Regions from separate parts of the Sus scrofa genome. Here region 1 is linked to region 2. The links are chromatin contacts, called in public HiChIP or PLAC-seq maps. All regions are on one chromosome and are shown on one strand. Each heading gives the region's core, a stretch centred on a gene start, on an enhancer-like site or on the middle of the called end of the contact. The rest is flanking DNA. Distances are from core to core; before and after follow the strand shown. Region 1 has its middle 14 kb from the start of MIRLET7I. Region 2 overlaps USP15 (ubiquitin carboxyl-terminal hydrolase 15).

What was found. HiChIP or PLAC-seq counts read pairs in DNA pulled down with a chosen protein or histone mark.
Region 1: a contact with region 2 is called in an H3K27ac HiChIP or PLAC-seq map of alveolar macrophages. The contact joins two enhancer-like sites. A contact is called at or near these places in 1 of 47 Hi-C or Micro-C datasets (heart right ventricle) and 1 of 2 datasets of contacts at active chromatin or transcription factors (alveolar macrophages).

What each region holds. Positions count from the first base shown.
Region 1 is chr5:27,264,182-27,269,154 of Sscrofa11.1, reverse strand. No RefSeq gene overlaps it. Among named protein-coding and RNA genes, the nearest start is that of MIRLET7I, 14 kb to the right of the region's middle. Within about 2 kb of position 2,099, at least 4 of the 83 cell types and tissues checked have an H3K27ac peak or open chromatin away from gene starts, as enhancers often do. A contact at or near this core is called in alveolar macrophages, where this site is marked.
Region 2 is chr5:26,969,334-26,974,721 of Sscrofa11.1, reverse strand. All of the region lies in intron 1 of USP15 (ubiquitin carboxyl-terminal hydrolase 15), which reads right to left. Among named protein-coding and RNA genes, the nearest start is that of USP15, 7.6 kb to the right of the region's middle. Within about 2 kb of position 2,526, at least 11 of the 83 cell types and tissues checked have an H3K27ac peak or open chromatin away from gene starts, as enhancers often do. A contact at or near this core is called in alveolar macrophages, where this site is marked.

The DNA of each region.
Region 1 (4,973 bases), core at 850-3,349, 290 kb before region 2:
CCATACACAACCAATATCATGGTAGGGTAGACAGACATAGGATAGTTACTATAAATACTCCCCTTCAAAAGGAGAAACAAAAGGCATGGGGCAGTCTCTCGACCACAGCAAATCCAACTGGGCGTACACTGCCAATTCCTTGATTAGGGTTTACGTCTTTTGCCTGCAATGATTCTCCTTAACTCCTGGCTCCAACCTCTGAGTTATTCTTCCTATCCCATAAAACATAGCCCAAATTTAAGTTCGGTAGTTTGATAAGTCTACTTCCTGCCTGTAGAAGTTCTAGGGTCTAAAAGCCTCTTTTCATTTTTGAAGCCATCTCTGTTCCTTACAGCTCAAACTGATAGTATTTCTACAATATAATTTTCTCAAAAGCTTTGTAAGTTTCTTATGAATATTATTGATCTTATTGAGGTTTATTCATTAGACAAAACTGCACCAACAAATCTTGTCTACCTGGGGCTCCCTGTAAAGTACCACCTTAAATTTTTCTGGTGTCTTTTTTGATTTTCTTTCTTTTCTTAAATCTGTGTACTGTTTTTGCAATTGTGATTTTATCTTTCCTAAAGACTCTTATTTCCTTTCTATTTAGAGAAGACCTTTCAATATTTCCTTTAGAAAAGTTTAGCATTGCCATATTAAGTTTTTATTTATCTGAGAAATTATCTCTTCTATTCTAAATGATAACTTTGCTGGGTAGAGTATCCTAAATTGCAAATTTTTCCCTCTTCTGGTGTCTTAAAAAAGGATTTCACAATCAAATCTTTAGCTTCATCTTTACCCTGAGAACTTTTTATAACAGAGATGTGAATCTGATTTTGTCCTGAGACCCTTTTCCTTACTTTGGGAATATGCTGCTGCAAGAGACTGGCAGTCGGAAAAGGGTTTTATTTTCTAACCCAGCAAGTTTTGACTTAATGTATTTCCTCAAAATTTTGCTTGAAAACGGAGTAATTTCTTCTCTAGCTCATCATTACTAGTATTTCATATCAGCTCTTTTAAACCAGGTAAAAGTTTAAAACTTTAGCCTGAAAACTGTTCAGGCTTATCTATAAGTTCGTTAAGTGTATTTTGTATTTCTACATTATCATACAAGGGCTTTTCCCCCAGCTTTAATAACTTTTCTCCTCACTTTCCTTTAAGCCCTACTGACAACCTCAAGATCCATCAGATTTCTGCTGTTAATCTCTTCAAGGCCCTTCCAACGTATGCAGGCAGCTCAGCTGCAAAGCCACTGCCATATGTCTTAGGTTTTGTTCTAATAACACTCCATTTCCAGGTCTCAAAATCATTTCTGATTATCTATTGCTATGTAACAAATTACCCTAAAACTTTGGCTTAAAACAACAACCACAGTTTTACTATTGTCTCTCATGGTTCTGGGGCTTGACTAAGTTTCTTGCTTAGGGTGTCTCATGAGCTTGCAGCAGATGGTAGCTGGTACTGAAATCATCTGGGACTTGCTCATTCATATGCATGGTGCCTGCTCTGGGAAGACTTAAAATAGCTGGGGGCAGGAACAGCTGGGTTTCCTCAGACATCTCTCCCTATGTCTATGTGATCTCCCCATGGTCTTTTCAGCACGGAAACTTCAGGGTAGCTATTACTACACGGCACCTTAGAGCTCCAAATGTATGTGGAGAGAGAGAAGAAGAGAGGAGAGAGGGGCAGAAGGTGTATCACCTCTCATAATCCTGTTTTCAGATGTCACGCAGTATTATTTCTGTTAAACATTATTTGTTCTGTTAAACATTATTTGTTACACCTGCCATTATGGTCCAGAGAAGGAAACAGACTATCTTCACAAATCTGAGTGATGATGGTCAGGGGTCATATACATTCAAATGTATTAAAATGTTTTATTCTCAAAGAAAGACCTATTTCTGTCTTCACTTATTGAGAGAGAGAGAGAAAAGGGTTTTTTTTGGTCGGGTGGTGGAACCAAATGTTCTATTAGGATAATTAAGTTCTAAAGCAAGGGTCAGCAAACTATGACCTACAGGCCAAATCTGGCCAATGGCCTGTTTTTAGTATGGCAAATGAGCTAAGAATGATTTTACAGTTTTAAAGAGGAAGGAAAAAGAAGAAAGCAAAGGAAGAAAAGCAGAAGCATATGCAATAGAGACCACATGTGACCCACAAAGCCTACAATATTTAATATCTGGCCCTTTCTTTAAGTGCCTATTCTAAAGCACTTTCAAATGTGTTTTCAGATGTTACTATAGACAAATAGCAAACATATTTCTAGGATGCTTTTAATATACACATTTTCCACACAAAAATAGAGTCGATGCTATAATAACACAAGATCTTGCCCTATCGATTATCCCTCTTCTATTATGTATTCATTCAATCCTGAATCTTCACATTTCCTCTCATTTTTCCTCTTTCCACTTACCAACACTCTCATCTCATTCAGAAGCAGCCCTTCTTCCCCTACCACTTCCCTCAAGTTTTGTATGTGTAATTTTCTTTTGTCCTTGTGTAACTTCTCTCCTCAAAAGACAGAAATGTTTCTTATTTCTAAACTAGTCAAAAAGACAACCTACCACACTGTAGAAAATATCTGCAAATCATGTATCTGATAAGGGGTTAATATCCAAAATACATAAAGAACTCATATAACTGAGTAGCAAAAACAATTCAATTAAAAAATGGGCAGAGGATCCAGACATTTTTCCAAAGAAGACAGAAGATAGCCAACAGGTACCTGAAAAGGTTCTCAACATCATTAATCATCAGGGGAATGCAAATCAAAACCACAGTGAGATACCACCTCATGCCTGTTAGAAGGGCTATCATCAAAAAGATAAGAAATAACAAGTGTTAGCAAGGACGGAGAGAAAAGAAAATCACCGTGCATTGCTGGTGGGAATGTAAATAGATGCAGCCACTATGGAAAACAGTCTAGAGGTTCCTGCCAATAGAACTGCCAATTCCAACAATTTCACTTCTGGGTATTTATCTAAAAAAAACGAAAACACTTACTCAAAAAGATACAGGAACCCCCCGTGTTCACTGCAGCTTTTTTTACAACAGGCAAGATATGAAAGCAACCTAAGTCTTCATCAATGGATGAATGGAAATGTGATTATATATAAATCCAATGGAATATTACTCAGCCATTTAAAAAAAATGAAGCCTTGCCATATGTAACAAAATGGATGGACCCTGAGGGCATTATGCAAAGTGAAGTTAAGTCAGAGAAAAATAAATACCATATGACCTCACCTATATATGGCATCTAAAACATAAAATTAAATAACAACTAAATTCATAGAAACAGAGAATAGATCGGTGGTTTCCAGAGGCAAGGGGTGGGGAATGGCCAAAATGGGTGAAGGTGGTCAAAAGGTACAGACTTCCAAAATAATTACATCATGAGGACGTAATGTACATCCGGTGATGTTAACAATACTGTTGCTAATAGCATAGATCTTAAAAGTTCTCATCCCAAGAAAAAAAATTTTAACTGTGTGGTGATGAATGTTCACTAGACTTATTGTGATCATTCTGCAATATATACATATATCAAATCATTCTATTGTATACCTGAAATTAATATAATGTTACATGTCAAATTATATCTCAATTTAAAAGAAAAAAAAAAGGTCAAAATTCCTTACTCTTGTAGGTCACTCTATTTCCAGCCTCTTTGACTTCATCACCACATATGCCCTGGTCCCACATTCCTATGTAACACCTATATTAGACCATATATGTTCCTTGAAAGTCTACATCTTTTACTTTTATTCTTCTGTCTTTTTTAGGGCCACATCTGGAGCATATGGAAGTTCCCAAGCTAGGGGTTGAATCGGAGCTGCATCTGTGACCTACACCACTGCTCACGGCAACGCCAGATCCTTAACCCACTAAGCCAGGCCAGGGGTTGAAGCTGCATCCTCATGGATACTAGTCAGATTCCTTTCTGCCATGCCACAATGAGAATTCTCAAGGTCCATGTCTTCTAGTGCACCCATAACTTTTCTCATGTTGCTCTTATATCGATAAATGCCCATTCCTTCATTCTTGTCATATTGAAAACATGCTTATTCCTCATGGCTCTTGTACTGATACCCTGATCACGATCCAGATGGAAACTGATTGCTCAGTGTTCTGCCTCCCCATGACATGTTGCTGTATACGGATCCACAGAGCACTTGTTTTTTTGTTTTGTTATTTATCTATGTTTATTTCCTCAACTAGAAAAGCTCCTTAAGGGCAGGAACTACTTCTTATTCATCTTGATACCTGAAAAATACACAAATAAACTGTTTTAAAAAATGACTGAGTGGATGATTCTAGATCCTTTTTCCAAAGTTCATTTGGGGGTGCACTCTGGTTTCCAGCTAATCTCTTCTTGTTCTTGCTCTTATGGCTTTTCTATTCCCAGAGCTCCTGAATTCTGAAGCTCCACATTCTTTCAGTTTTATAGCCCCAGTTTTACTAAATCATTTTCTTAGCACTTCAAAACTCCATCTGTCCCCTAACATGACTTTCCACTTAGCCTCACTCAACTGCATGCATTTCATCATCGTAACTCCTTCCAATAGTCTAACAGTGCACAAGCTACGTGTACATCTATAACACCACCACCTTATTTTTCTTGCTTTACAAGAATTTTTTTTTCACATTAAAAGAATACAGCAGTTCCACCATTGTGGCGCAGCAGAAACAAATTCTATCCATATTAGTATCCATAAGGCTGTGGGTTCAATCCCTGGCACCGCTCAGTAGGTCGGGGATCCTCCATTGCTGTGAGCTGTGGTGTAGGTCACAGACGCAGCTCCGATCCTAAGTTGCTGAGGCTGTGGCGTAGGCTGGCACCTGTAGCTCTGATTTGACCCCAGCCTGGGAACTTCCATATGCCATGGATGTGCCCCTAAAAAGAAAAAAATAAAATAAAATACAGAAGACCTGACATCTCATCACAACCACTTTTATACTACATCTACCTGACTACGACTTTTGGA
Region 2 (5,388 bases), core at 1,277-3,776:
TCTTAAAATTCAATAATATAAAATAACCAAATTAAAAAATGGGCAAAGGAGCTAGACAGACATTTTGTCAAAGATATACAAAGGTCCAATAAACATATATAAAAAGATGTGCAACATTATTAGCCACCATGGAAATGCAAATCAAATCCCCAATGAGATGCCACGTCACATCCACCAAGATGGGTATAGTTAAAAAGACATACAATAAGTACTACAGGGATAAAGAGAAACTGGAAGCCTCATACACGGCTGGTGGCAACATAAAATGGTGCAACTGCTTTGTAAAAGAATATATCAGCTCCTCAAAATATATATATAGACTCAGCAATTCCATTCCTAGGTATAAACCCAAGAGAAATGAAACTTATGTCCAGACGATAACTTGCACACAAATATTCAGAGCAGGATTATTTGTAACACCCAAAAAGTGTAAATAACCCAGATGTCTATCAACTGATGAAGGGATAAATTCAATGTGGTATACCTATGCAATCGAACATTTTTTGGCAATAAAAAGAAATGAGGTACTGATACACACAAAAAATCATGTATTAAATGAATGAAGCAGACAAAAGAGTCACACATATTAAATGATTCTATTTACAAGAAATATACAGAAGGCAAATTTATAGTATGGAAAATAGATTAGTAGCTGCCAAGAATGGAGATTTGGGGCAAAATGGGGGAAGGTAGAGGCTGCTAATAGATATGGGGTTTCTTTCAGGGATAAAAACTTTCCAAAATTGACTACAGTGATGGCTGCACAACTCTGCGAGTATAACCAATCCAGTAAATTGTATAGATCAAGTTGGTGGTGAATTATATATGAATTATATCACAATAAAGTTTTTATCTTAAGGGTGAAAGGGCCATATATCCAGATGGGATTACTAGGGATGATTTTACAGAGATTGCGTTAGCAGTGAGTTAAAGTCAGGACTTTGTAAAACATATTGGAAATAATATGAATGATGCGCAAAGTCTTATAAGGCAGGAATAATTTGCAGGAAATAGGAACCACCATTTCTATCAAAGAGCTTAATCAGAAAGACTAGAATGCTAAACCAGGAAGACCTAGAAAACTCTATAGGGTACCTCATACGGATAATAGATAAACATAGTGTTTTACTAATTTGACAAAGCTGTCACTCTTTAGGAGGTTGCCTTGTGGTGTAGCAGGTTAATTATCTGGTGGTGTTACTGCAGCAGCTCAGGTGGCTGCTGTTCTGCAGGTTGATCCCTGGCCTGGGAGCTCCATATACTGCAGGCAAGGCCAAAAAAAAGGTGTCACTTCTTGATTTTAATACTTCCAAGTATTCGCCCCTCAGAAAATTGCTTCCATAAAATGGTATATAGCTTATCACTCATAGGCAGGCAGTACAGCTTAAAATGTACGCTTTAGGAGTTCCCTGGTGTCTTAGCAGGTTAAGTATCCAGCCTTGTGGCTTGGGCTCAATCCCTGGCCTGGGAACTTCTGCATGGTGCAGGTGAAGCCAAAATAAAATAAAATAAAATTAAATTAAATTAAATAAAATGCAGGCTTTACAGTTGACTGCCTAAGTCAGAATCTCTGCTCTACCACTAAGAATATCACAATGTGCACTTAACACTGTACTTCAGAATCTGAACCTGTAAAATGAGAACACTTTCACTTATACATACAAAAAGCTCTTAACATGATAACTAGGTGGTATTTCTTGTAATCACAGATACAACTATACAATGTATATAAACACTCAGCTATATCTCTCCTGAGAATCAAAAACTTTTTCAGCTTAAAATCCATTCAAATTTATAAAAATAAATTTTCCATCTATAGCAAAGATAAATCCCCTGATTAAACTGTTAACTTTGTCAAGCTGTTACACTGCTAAACAACATAAAGCAATCAAAATTACCATGATCATTTAACCCTTATCATTCTTTTTTCTTTCTCCTAGTTTTATCGAGATATTACTAATATACAGCAATAATAAGTTTAAGATGTACGGTGTAATGATTTGACTTAACATATATCATGAAATGATACCACAATAAGTTTATGGAACATCTATTACTCATATAGATACAAATTAATTAGAAAAAAATTTCTTATGATGAGAACTCTTAGGAGTTACCCTCTTAACAACTTTTGTATATAACATATGGCAATGTTATAGTAGAATATTACTCAGACACAACAAAGAACTAAACCTTGTCATTTGTGACAACATGGACATAGAAGGTATTATGCTAAGAGAAATAAGTCAGAAAGACAAGTATGTTTGATTTCACTTATACGTAGAATCTAAAAAATGAACAAACATAACAAAACAGAAAAAGAGTCTCAGATACAGAGAACCCCTAGTTGGTAAAGGGAAAGAAGGTTGGGGGGGGGCAGGAAACAAATAGGTGAGGAAGATTAAGACGTATAAATTCTAGTTGCAAAATAAATGAGTCACGAGTATGAAATGCACAATACGGGAAATACAGTCAATAATTATGTAATATCCCTGTATGGTGAAAGATCATAACTAGACTTATCATGGTAATCATTTTGAAATATACAGAAATATCAAATCACCATGTTGTGTAACAGGAAGTAACATAGTGTAGGACAATTATACTTCATTAACAACCAACCAAACAAACTCATATTAAATAAGCACTAGGGATGTAATGCACAACATGATAAATATATAAGTATCACCCTTATCATTCTTTTTTTTTTTTTTTTTTTTTTTTTTTGGTCTTTTTTAGGGCTGTACCCGTGGCATATGGAAGTTCCCAGGCTAAGGGCCAAACAGGAGCTCCAGGTTCTGGCCTATACAACAGCCACAGCAACTAGGGATCTGAGCCACATCTGCGATCTACACCACAGCTCACAGCAATGCTGGATACTTAACCCACTGAGCAAGGCCAGGGATCAAACCCATGTCCTCATGTTTACTAGCTGGACTCATTACTACTGAGCCATGACTGAACTCCACCTTGTCATTCTTAATCTTTTTGTTTTTTACTACAAGAACTTAATGCTCTTTTCACTCAAGTAATTTTGTCTCTAGTGCTCCCAGGTTTTGACTTAACTGGCTCTCTAAAATTTAGAATAGCCCCATCTCAAAGCCACTTTGGATTTGTGAGAGCCTTTGACTTCTTTCACAAAGGAAGTCCTTTCTATGGCCACTTGAATTTTCCCAAACTAAGAGGAATTATCACAGTAATAATATCTGGGTCTTCTAAAAGGAGAGTGGAAGGGACAGCATTCTTAGCTCTCCTCTGCATGAAGAAGAAAAAGTAGTCATTACCCTCCTTTTTCTTGCTGGAGAGCTACAAGGAAACCATGCAGAATCTTACTGACGAAAGCAGTAAAAGTATTCTAGGCATAACCAAATATAGGTTAATCCTACAGAGGTTTTCTTTCTTATATTAGAATCTGAGCTTCCTTACTTCTTTTTGTGGAGCCATTCTTGATAGTTCCCTCAGATACATCATTTTAATCTGTATCCAAAACTGAGATCACTTACTTCTAATCAATCTTATTCTAGGTTTTTTTCAGTAGTGACTTCTGCATAAACTGGACGATAAAACTGAAAGCAACTATGGTCCCTTGTTTATAGGCAGAGCAGACTCTCGAGAAACAACTTCAAAGGGATAAATGTAAGATACAGAGTGTGAATGACAGCGGTGACTAAAAGAAATGAAAACAAAAGGCACAAACTGAACTGACATTACTCAGGAAAGGAAAAAAACTAGTAACTGTTGAAAAATTCTACATGGAGACTAAGAAGAAATAGTTTAATGGCTATGAAATACTGTTTCAATTACATCTGAGTAGAAACTGCACAAAACACTTTTAATACTAAGGAGATACTGGTAGAATTCAGTATTTTATATCGTTGTAAACCAGATACTTAAATAATATTTTAAACACCAACTCTGAAATCATCAATCATCTGTAAAATGAGGTAAATAAGAGCACTTGTTTTTTAATGGCTGCACAAGTATAAGACATTTAGTTTTAGAATAGTGGCTGGCACAGAGTACGCATTCAATCAGTGTTCACTAGTGGTGGTATTATCACCTGTGAACCACAGACAAACCAACGGATTTCTCTGAGCTCAGATTTCTCATCTATAAGAAAGGAATATAGATACCTAATTTGATCCTTATTTTGAGAATCCAACCAGATAATGAACGTAAATACTTTCATTAGTAGTTCTCAACCTGCCCTTTATCATCCTGCCAATACACTTCTTGGTTTCAATTTTTTATCAATAATAATTTTTGTTTTCAGTGAAGTGATTCTCAAAGCAAGGAAAAGAGAAATCACTCTAAACTCATTTAATAAAATGAATATATATGATGACTAACATGGCAAAACTGTTTTATCAGCAGTGACATACATGGACTGTCAGTTTTCAGGAAGATGTTAAAGAGGTATTAACATGGTTATGTACCCTCTATTGTCTTCATTCAAATGTACTTTGAAAATTTACAGAAAGTTAGTAAACATAGAACAAAAATACCAAACTTTCATATTCGTATTTTCTGAGCTGGGCTGTTCCTATGAATTCTTCATTGGAAAAATGAGCCTTATGTATTGGTGGTTTACTGTAAAGCATATACTTCTAAAATATGGGCAGAGAACTAAAACAAAATATTCTATAAGCTCTTTCTATCTGCGTGATATGCTGTTTCTGTAAAACTATATGAGAAGGGGCCATATGGCCTCTAATAACTGCTTATGAGTACTGATAAACAATTAAAACCACCAAATCTAAGCAATAAATGACCCTAGTTTCTTTTGTTTAAAAGTGCTTTTGGATGAAAATAGCATTTATTCTATATACTCAGTTAATCACCTATTAATAAATTAATTCTTTATATTCAATCACCTATTTTGATTTCCAAAAGCAAGATGTTAAGCTTTTCTACCATATCTAAACTGAAGAGCCACAAGAGAGAAGTGTGGGATCAAATGGTAGAATGCTGCTGCTAAACATAAAAGAGACTCAATTTAAAGAGAAAAGAATGCCCATTAAAAAAAAAAAAAAAGTGAACTACCTTTTAAAATTCATCTTTAAACTAAAATGCGGTGTAGTACAGTAATTTTAAGGCCTGAATTAAAGCCCCAGACTACTTGAGTTCAAATTCCAGTTATGCCACTAGGTGACACCTCTTTGAGCTTATTAGAGCAAATCCCTATTCTCGCAAAGGTGCATTAGAGCACATTTACATTCTAATGCCCTAGAATTGTGGTGATGAGTAAGTAAGTTAACATATGTAAGTACTTAAACAGTACCTAGCACAGTGTTTTTAAATGTAATGTGATAGGTCCTGCCCTGACAAACTAATTTTTTCTTATTATACTTATATGCAAGCAAGATTAATAACTGTCACAAAGATATT